2 separate regions of the Sus scrofa genome follow, and region 1 is linked to region 2. Evidence: chromatin contacts called from public HiChIP or PLAC-seq data. All regions are on one chromosome and are shown on one strand. Each heading gives the region's core, a stretch centred on a gene start, on an enhancer-like site or on the middle of the called end of the contact. The rest is flanking DNA. Distances are from core to core; before and after follow the strand shown.

What was found. HiChIP or PLAC-seq counts read pairs in DNA pulled down with a chosen protein or histone mark.
Region 1: an H3K27ac HiChIP or PLAC-seq map of alveolar macrophages shows a contact between it and region 2. The contact joins two enhancer-like sites. A contact is called at or near these places in 2 of 47 Hi-C or Micro-C datasets (embryonic fibroblasts and epiblast stem cells) and 2 of 2 datasets of contacts at active chromatin or transcription factors (alveolar macrophages and skeletal muscle).

The regions. Positions count from the first base shown.
Region 1 is chr7:11,528,440-11,533,787 of Sscrofa11.1, reverse strand. The region is part of intron 4 of JARID2 (protein Jumonji); the gene reads right to left. Among named protein-coding and RNA genes, the nearest start is that of JARID2, 170 kb to the right of the region's middle. Within about 2 kb of position 3,222, at least 19 of the 83 cell types and tissues checked have an H3K27ac peak or open chromatin away from gene starts, as enhancers often do. A contact at or near this core is called in alveolar macrophages, where this site is marked.
Region 2 is chr7:11,389,020-11,393,625 of Sscrofa11.1, reverse strand. All of the region lies in intron 2 of JARID2 (protein Jumonji), which reads right to left. Among named protein-coding and RNA genes, the nearest start is that of JARID2, 33 kb to the right of the region's middle. Within about 2 kb of position 2,130, at least 8 of the 83 cell types and tissues checked have an H3K27ac peak or open chromatin away from gene starts, as enhancers often do. A contact at or near this core is called in alveolar macrophages, where this site is marked.

The DNA.
Region 1 (5,348 bases), core at 1,973-4,472, 140 kb before region 2:
CACATGGGATCCAAGCCACATCTTCGACCCACACCACAGCTCATGGCAACGCCGAATCCTTAACCCACTAAGCAAGGTCAGGGACTGAACCCGAAACCTGATGGTTCCTAGTCGGATTCATTTCTGCTGCACCACAACAGGAACTCCGAGAAATCACTTTCTTTTCTGACAATACCTAGCATACCCAAAAGCGACACTGAATTTCTACCAACATTCGAGGTTGCACGAGGTCAGACCAGGAAGCAGAAACCTCCTTCCAAATGGCATTGCTGCATCAAACCAGACCGGCCAGGAGAATGGAGGCCGATTCCAGGGCAACAGTCCCCCACATTTACACTCATCCCGGGACCTCAGACACCTCCATAAAAGGGGGGCTGAGGGTATAAAAGTCCCCCCAGCGCGTCCTCTTCAGCCTTGTGGAAGTCCCAGGCTGAGAACCCACAGCCCCTCCATCTGACATCAGGGACGAGCACCCAGTGGAAAAGCGTCATGTCTGCGGGTGGCAGCAGATGACAAGCAGAGACTCACAGAATGTCTGCAGGACACACACATCCACCACAGAAACTGTGCGTGGCTCAAAGAACCTTCTCAGGGGTCTGGAGAGAAGGTTTTCTGACTAGACCTCCCTTAATTCCCAAATGAGAATTTCACCAAGAGGACAAAGTCAGTCCCAGAGGCAGAAGGGGCATTGTCATCAAGTATTTACCTTACAGCCATTTAACCAACAAAACCCAGCCATTAATAAACTGAGTCACCTATCCCCGCTTTCCAGAAATACTGTATTTGCATTTGCTGAGACGGTATAAACATAGCTCCAAGGATTTCCAAAGGATTTGAGCAAGGCCAGTAGCAGAAGGCAAGACTGGTGGTGTGCAGAGACCCAAACAAGCCTCCCCTCTACCCAGTGCTGCAAATGACTATTACGCCCTTTCGGTCTGTAACATTCGAGTGCCCTGACAAGGTCTGATCCCCACGGAGTTCCAGGAAACAGCGCGAGACAAGTAGAACCTCTCATACCTAATACCCAAGCGGTACGCATCACTGCAGCAACTCCAAAGGGCTGAAAGACTTCCTGTTCAATTAAACCCTTCATTAATCCCTCCTGCTCGAGCCCATTTTCTAGAAATAGGAAATGATACAGCCACAGGTCAGCTTATCCCCTCCCAAGAAGGCCACAGCCCACAGATCTGTCGCGGGTGCCATCATAAGGCCTCAGCATGACCCAGCTCCACTTATCTCTGTGTGACAGTACAAAAGAGAAGGACAGAGTTCCGGCTGTGGCTCAGTGGTAAAAACCCCACTAGTACTCGTGAGGTTGCAAGTTTGATACCTGGCCTCGCTCAGTGGGTTCAGGATCTTGGTGGGTTGCTGTGAGCTGTGGTGTGGCTCACAGATGCAGCTCAGATCTGGCGTGGCTGAGGCAGGCAGTGGTGGCTCCAATCAGACCCCTAGCCTGGCAACCTCAATGTGCCACAGGTGGAGCCGAGAGAGAGAGAGAGACAGAGACAGAGACAGAGACAGAGAGACAGAGAGAGAGAGAGAGACAGAGAGAGAGACAGAGAGAGAGAGACAGAGAGAGAGAGACAGAGAGAGAGAGATAGAGAGAGACAGAGAAGGACAGAGAACAAAAAGGGAAAAGAGGGAAAGAAATAGGAGAGAGTCCAAAAGTTCTACATGACCTTAAAAAAGTGTGAAACTGGGTGGGAGGTGAGGGGAAGGGTGGAAAGCTCCAATAAGCAAAGGGAACAGCAACAGAATTTATGAGCTAAAAGCTGAGAAGTGACCACACTTCCAAAATCTTATCTTTTAACCTAGCTTCCCTGGTCCTGCCACATGAGGAACAACCCACTTCTGTGACGCTTCCCATCAACAGATGTGCTATTTTCCCGTGGCCCCGTCTCTCCCGTGCCACTTGCCCAGCCCCAAGCGATCAAGCCACTTCAGGTGCAGCGGGAGGCGCTTAGCTGAGGGGGCTTCCTGCATGGTCACTCTCAGGTTACATGCCACCATCCCACCAGGCTGGCCACCTCTGCAGGGAAAGGCAGAGCCCAGGACGCCCTGGAGGGAGGGGGCCAGGAGAGAGATAAACCGTCGTGACCTCACAGATGGTCAGAACCCAGGACATGCTGAGGTTTCCCGGAAAGAATGCCTCTGCAATGCACTGAGTAACTCAGAGAAAGCAGCCACTTGAGAGCAAGCCTCCACACAGCTGGCTTCGGCAGAGGCCACAGCACCGAGCGGCCACATCTGAGTCCTGTTCATCGAGATGCGAGCAGCAGGCCAGGGGGCCAGGAGGCGTGTAACTACTCTCTCTAGAAGGAGTTTCTTCAGTTCCACCAGCCGAAACATGCCCTAATGGTCTCCCTTTGATCAAAGAGGCATCCGTCTTCCACTGTGTCAATACGACGCCAAACACCACGCTCGCAGCCATCCATCAGCCCTGGGCAGGGTCGGAGGCCGCACCTCCAGCAATTTGTAAATGAGCCCCTAGGAGAACATTTCCAGCTGGACACTTCGAGAGAGCTTCCTGCCTCCCTCCATTCCCTCCAAAATGCCCTCAGAGACCAGAGATCACAACCGCACACGCAGAAAAGACCCTCAGAAGTGGACGTGGGAACCTCCCGGTGTGCAGAAGGGGCATTCGCCTCCCCAGCTCATCCCTTCCACTGGGGCTCCGTCCTCAAGTTTATCTTTGTTTGGTCTCCTATGTCACACAATGCTAGGCATCTTAGATTTTTAACCCATGCTTTCTGAAATGGGCTTTTCATCTGAGATGCAGAGTACAGCAATCTAACTTCACCGGGGTTCCCCCACACATGACTCTTGGTTTTCTTTTTTATGCTACACGATTTTTTTCCTGGCTGTACCGGTGGCATATGAATGCTCCCCGGACAGACTGAATCTGAGCTGCAGCTGCAACCTATGCCACAGCCGTGGCAACACCAGGTCCTTAACCCACTGTGCCACAGCAGGAACTCCAACGGTGAAGGATTCTGAAAACAGAAAATACTACAGGAATTAGTACCACCAGTAGAAACAGGATGCATTGTTGGAGCTGCTGGTGCAGTTAGGTAAGTTAGAGCTCCCTAGTCTGAATGTCCAAGATCCCTCAGTTCTAGAATTATAAAGCCACCAATGAATTTAAGCTAGGACTCATGAAATGAAAACACTGCTCAGTGAGCAGGGAAAACTGTAGATGCGTTTCACAGAAGAGTAAGGCAATGACTCAACAGGAAGACTCACGCCAGGAAACTCAGCACATCTACATTCTCCTCCTTCAGTTCCCCCTTCAACAAAGGACAGGACGAGGGCAGGCTGTTAACTGCACAAGGGAAGGCGTGAGCCCTGCCAGAGCTGGAGGGAAACCGAGGCAGATCCGCCCAGTGACAGGCAACCACTCGGCCTGCCTTCAGGTCCCTGAAGCCTGGGTTTCCTGAAGCACAGCCTCATCTAGTCACAGCAGGACAACATAAACCATGACCTGGGCTACACTAGAGTCCCTTCCTGCCAGCGCCTGAATCAACTTCCCTCTGGGGTCAAAACAGGCTTGGGAACCAATCCTTCACCCGAAAAGAACTTTCCAGGAAGAAAGGTACAAAGTATTCCTTCCTGACCCCGCTTCTCAAAGCAAACAACTACCAAGATAGCCTTTGCACACGCCCTTCCATGCTGATTAGCTCAACAATAAAACAGTAAAACCATCCTGGGCGAGCAGAGGGGGTGGGCCTGGGGGGCTAGGGCCGGGTCCATTCAGAGCTCCCAGCACTGCTGCAGCCAGACCTTTTGCGGGACTTGCAGAAGGAAACCATCGACCCCAAAGCAGGGGAACTTGAACTGCCCCCAGCCTCATTCTTCCACGAACTGAATTCATCTCAAGTGACATGGAAACACAGAAAAACATTACACTGGGAAAAACTACAGGAGAAACACGTTCTGGCCAAGGTGTGGAGAAAAGAGACCCCTAGGCACCAGCGGTGGAAGGTACACCGGTGCAGCCAGATCTGGGAAACAACTCAAAAACACAACTATCCTATGATCCAGCAATTCCGCTTCTGGGTGTTTATCTGAAAGAAATGAAGTCACTACCTCAGAAAGATAGCTACAATCCCAAACTCACCGCAGCATTCTTTACGCACCAAGATAGGGAAGCCGAGAGTTAGCAGGGGGCTGAATGGAAAACGAAAACGTGGTATGAACACACAACGACAGAGTACTCAGCCACAGAAATGGAAATCCTGCCACTTACGGAACATCGACGGTTGCCGGGGGACCAGGCTAAGTCAGACCACGACAAATACTGCACAACCTCACCCACACGTGGAATCTAAAACACCAAACCCACAGAAACAGAGAGTAGTTTAGGGTTGTGTGTGTGTGTGTGTGTGTGTGTGTGTGTGTGTACGTGATCAAGGAAAAAGTTCCGGTTACAAGATGATTAAGTTTCTGGGGACCTAACAGTAATATATGCACATGCCAGAGCATCGGGTTGTACCCCTTAACCTCTACACACTGTTAATGGCAATTACATCTCAATAAAGCTGGGTGGGGTGGGGTGGGCGTAGGCAGAATGACGGATAACATCCAGATGTAACCTGACATCTAGAAAATTTAAAATAAACTAGCCAGAATTAAAGATTTAACTTGGTGGTAACTTAAAAGCATTTTTCTGTTACAAACAAGCCCAAATCTATTTATAGGATAGCAAGAAAAAATGTCAGTTATTAAGACAGACCACAAAATTTCAAAGAAACATCCCAGAAAAGAAAGGTTCTTTCTAGGCCCCAGAAACAGAAAGTTGAGAAACCCTGTTCTATGGCTGACCATCCATCTTCCGCCTGCCCTCTGAGAGATGAGGAAACAGGGGCTCAAGAAGAGTATTTGGTGACGTGAACAGGATTAAGCCACCACTGAATACTTGTAGAGAACACATAGTAACACTCTGTCAAAATTCTTGAATTAACCTTCCGTGGAATGCACATAAAGGAACTCTGAGACACTTGGACAAATGAATGGGTTCACTTCCTGTTGAGAGGCAGGGAGCAGGGAGTAGCCTTGTTGTCATGGTGACTGTAAACCCAGGCATTCCTATCCGCACTTGACAGTGGTTAAGCTAAACACAGATGAGAGCTGACCCTGTGTGTCCTGGAAAGAATTCTGTGACATTCCCTCCTGCCCAGCATCTCCTTGTGGGAACTGGCTCCATCCCAATCTCTATGCAACACTCTCTGGGAACCCCCCCTCACCACACACACAGACACACACACACACACACACAGAAACCCAGTGGCTAAAAATACAACACATTTCACTTTAAAGGATAAGCCACGGAGAAAATGTTCATCAGTACA
Region 2 (4,606 bases), core at 881-3,380:
CAACATCGCCTGTAAATACTGTACATTCAGAACTTCACCCCTTCCACTGACATCTTAGCAATTCTTCATGGTCTTGTTTTTTTTAATGCAGGAGGAGGGGGGAACCAGGAAGCCGATAGGAACAAGAGGCTGTGAAATCTAATTTTTTTTCCCCTAAATTGGAAGGAAAAAAACTGAGAAACTAATTTCTCAACTTGGCCCTGCTGTAGTTTAACTTGAACACACTGAGAGACGCTACATGACTACACGCAAACCAGAGCCAACATTTACTTTGGCAGAAAAAAAACAAAGTCATTGAAGTTATTTTTTTCTGAAGTGCTCCACTACAAAAGTCCTTTTTTAATGGATAAGCAAGAGAACCTTTCAAATTTTCCCACGTCAAAGATCTGAGAAGGAAAAAAAGCGGACAATGAGTAACCAACGATGCGAATCTTGGAGTCTAGGTGAAGAGTGTCCTGGTTCATCAGGCTGCTCCTTTTAACTCCTCTACGTGAAATTTCTCATATGAAAATTTAATCAAATTTATCTGGATGCACTCTGGGATAAGGTACAATGAGCATAACCTCCACCATTCACTGACTGCAGACCCAAAGATAAACCAGACATAGCTGTTTGTCCACGACATGCCCTTGCTCACAAGGTTCTCCCAGAACCAGGCCAAGTGCCACAGTAGGCGCTCGCTAGCCGTATCAACACAGTGGGAGCCCAGAGTTCTCTGGAAGCTGAGCCTTTCAAGGGAGGCAGAAGCTCACCATTTACTTTGGGAAAGAAGGGGGCAATAACACCACAGCCTTTGAGGAGTTCCTGTCGTGGCATAGTGGAAATGAATCAGACTAGGAACCATGAGGTTGTAGGTTTGATCCCTGGCCTTGTTCGGTAGGTTAAGGATCCGACGTTGTCGTGAGCTGTGGTGTAGGTCGCAGACGAGGCTCGGATCTGACATTGCTGTAGCTGTGGTATAGGCCGATGGCTATACCACAGCTCTGATTAGACCCCTAGACTGGGAATGTCCATATGCCTCGGGTGTGGCCCTAAAAGAAGACAAAGACAAGACAAAAAAAAAAAAAAAAAAAAAAAAACAGCCTTACAGGGTCATGAACTTGACAGGAAAGAGACAGAAAATGAACAGGAATGCATGTGCTGCAGAGGATGAGACTGGGATAAGACTGATCTAATTAGGGTTTCAGGTAATGCTTAAGAGCCCGGATTTTATCCCGGAAGCAATGGAGAGGTACCAAAGATCTGAACAGAAAAATAACTTTTTTTCCGTAACAGACAACTATGACAACAGCAGAGAAGTTCAGGGCGAGCATCTCATCTACACTAACCAATCAACACAAGTGCAATTGGTTTTCTGCTTTTGTTTTTGTTTTGTTTGGTCTCCCCCGTGGCATGTGGAAGTTGCCGGGCCAGGGATTAAACCTGTGCCAAAGCAGTGACCAGAGCCACTGTGGTGGACACATAGCACCACAAGAAAATTCCACAAGTGCAGGTTAACATAGATAGTATAATTTCAGTTCAAGAAAAGTTGTTTTGGAGTTCCCTTCATGGCTCAGTGGTTAACGAATCTGACTAGCACCCACGAAGATGCAGAGTCAATCCCCTGGCCTCGCTCAGGGCTCAGGCGGTTAAGGATCTGGTGCTGCTGTGAGCTCTGGTGTAGGCTGCAGATGCGGCTCGGATGCTGAGTCGCTGTGGCTGTCGCTACAGCTCCGATTGGACCCTTAGCCTGGGAACCTCCACATGTCCTGAGTGCAGCCCTAAAAAAGACAAAAAAAAAAAAAAAAAGAAGAAGAAAGAAAGAAAATGCACACACCCTGTGACCAGATAACTGAAATCCTAGGTCTACGCAGTAGAGAACTTCCTATAGATGTGAGTTAAGATACAAAGGAGTGTCATAGCTATGATGAGTAGGGGGAAAAAAAAAGGCAGCAGCTATTGTCCATCAGCAATAGGTATATAATGATGATAGGCTGGGGGAGGGGGAAGGAATTCAGTCTTGAGTATTTTCCTCCCTGAATCCCACTTCAAATGTAAACTATTCTTCACTTTTGAAGGCAGCCAGCAGCCATACAGCCTCACTTCCCTCTGCCTAGACACCTGCCACTTCCCTTCTTCTGCATCCTCCTCGCCTATCACAACCCCTGACTCACACACACACACACACACACACTCCTGATGGGGCCTCCTAGATATTTCGATGTGAGAAGGCAAACAAAAACCCTTTTGAGTCTTTTTTTTTTTTTTCTTAGGGTCACATCCACGGCACATGGAGGTTCCCAGGCTAGGGGTCGAATAGGAGCTACAGCTGTCGGCCTACACCACTACACCACAGCAACGTCAGACTTGAGTCATGTCTGTGACCTACACCACAGCTCATGGCAACGCCAGATCCTTAACCCACTGGGCGAGGCCAGGAATGGAACCTGCGTCCTCATAGATGCTAGTCAGATTCGGAGCGGAAGTCCGAAAAACCCTTTTTTTGAAGAAGTAAATAACTAAAAGCACCTCCCAAGGCCAGGTTCTTCTCTCCGAGAGCCAGGTGCAGACTTCCACCAGGTGGGCCTCCTCGATTCTTCCCCACCCTCAAGGGCTGAAAATCAGGTCTCTCCTTTTAGTTCTGTGAGAAGTAACATAATGTCTTTTCTATCAAAGGAAATCCTGGTTACTCCATTTTGCTAAAACACCCTCCTGCGACCCCCTCCCGCTTTCCCTCTTCTCCCAGCAACAGTTTTGTTTCCAATTAGCCAACCGGGAAGAAGGTGCGCCCTGACCTGACCAGTGGGAAGGGGACAGGTCCATCCCCCGCGTTAGGAATAAATAGGGAGGGTCTTTTCTCTTTGCAGTTTGAGAACCCGCGCCCCTCTGCAGAAGCAAAGAGTCTTGTTGAGATCTCCCCATGTTCACGTGCCTCATTGTCCCCCGTGTTCATGTGTCTCAGTTCCTGACACTGACGATCCGAGCCATTCCTGAACAGTTCTCAATACTTTTTTTTTTTTTAATCCTCTAACGAGAATTCCTTCTTCATACTCTGAGAATCTTGCTTTCCTGCACCTAGAGCACAGCACCATTCCCGTCCCCTCCCCCTTCCCCCTCCCCCACCTTCCTTTAACCCCACCCTTCCACAGTATGGGCTCAGTCACGTCCCGGAGAAAACCTCAAAAGAAACTCGGTAGCCACCCTAGGCTGGGGTGCTAGTGACATCCCCAGCAGACACCAGCAGCTACCCTTCTGGGTCTCTGAAGTGAGTTCATACACCAGCTGGTAACCTCTGCCCCGCCCACTCCTCCCACCACCGCTCCCTGTGGCAGCAGGTTGGGCAGCGGAGCCAGTGGGGAGGGACCCTCACCTTTCCTAGGTACCACAGTCAGCCAGACTGCTCTTCCTACTCGCAGGCTTCTTTCGGGATTCATTTTTTCCTGCTCTTCCTGCGCGCAGGCTTCTTACGGGGTTCATTTTTTCCTGCGCCTCCTACAGCATGCCCCACCGGGGTTCTCTCCCCCAGAAAGGGCAGTTTCCGCTTTCTCTACATTTACCCGTGTTCTTGCTACCTTTCTCCTGAAATGTGGCCAAGCAGTTCTAACTAAATGAATCCGCGGTTATGTATTAGTAAGCTACATCGTATGTACATTCTTCCTGTTTTTCCTCCTGAAGGTAATGCTTTAGTAACAGCCATGCCATGTATAAAAATCTTTAGTTTACCTTATTGTTTTCAACAATTGCCTTAAAATGCAAAAAGAGGCCTGCTGGACCTGGCCTAGAGATTTCAGTTTAACTACTAGTTCCTCTTTTCATTTGAGTAGCATGAAAAGGGGCTGGCTGACAACGTAGAGAGAGAGAGAGAGAGAGAGAGAGAGAGAGAGAGAGAGAGAGAAGGGTCAAAACCTCTAGGCCGAGACACCCTGGGGAACAGAAATACCATCTCATTATTAAAATCTCACAACAGAGGAAAAAAAGCAGGCGCCAACTCAGTTCCGCCCACACTACATACTGCTTGAGCCACTTCGCTCTCAAAACCTAATCAGTAAACATAAAAGAACACACTCTGCTTTGCAGAAGTACGTAACAATATATAGTTTATACACTTTAACATTTAATTCTATTAGCAGGCCAGCACTCAAAACCGCAGCGCTTACTACCATGCAAAGAATTCCACAATGACCTCTTCTTACCAAGTAAGAACCCACTCATGAAGGAACTGCAGCTTTCTAAAGAAATAATGGTACTAAGAACTCTGCTTTGTCGAATGTGTTCCCTCTTCCTTAAAGCACACCTAGGGCTTGCCAGCTGACAGCCTTGGAACTTGGGGAAAAACCCAAAAAAACAATCAAATCAGGCCGAGCCTATTACCAAGAAACCAGCGTAGCAACTTTGTGTGGAACAATCACTAGAGATTCCAGGTGGCAAGGATGAAACACAAAAGCACTGCCCTGGAAAGTGACACTTCAGCCTCTCTCCCTCCCAGCCCCTGACCATGTACCTGGACCAACAAAGACCCTTGCTTCATTCCGCAGGGCCCGGATATCTGCCCCAGCGCAGGACAAGCTTACTCACCACCACAGAGCCGACCCATCCTAGAAGTCCTTCTCCTTCAGCTCTCGCTGTC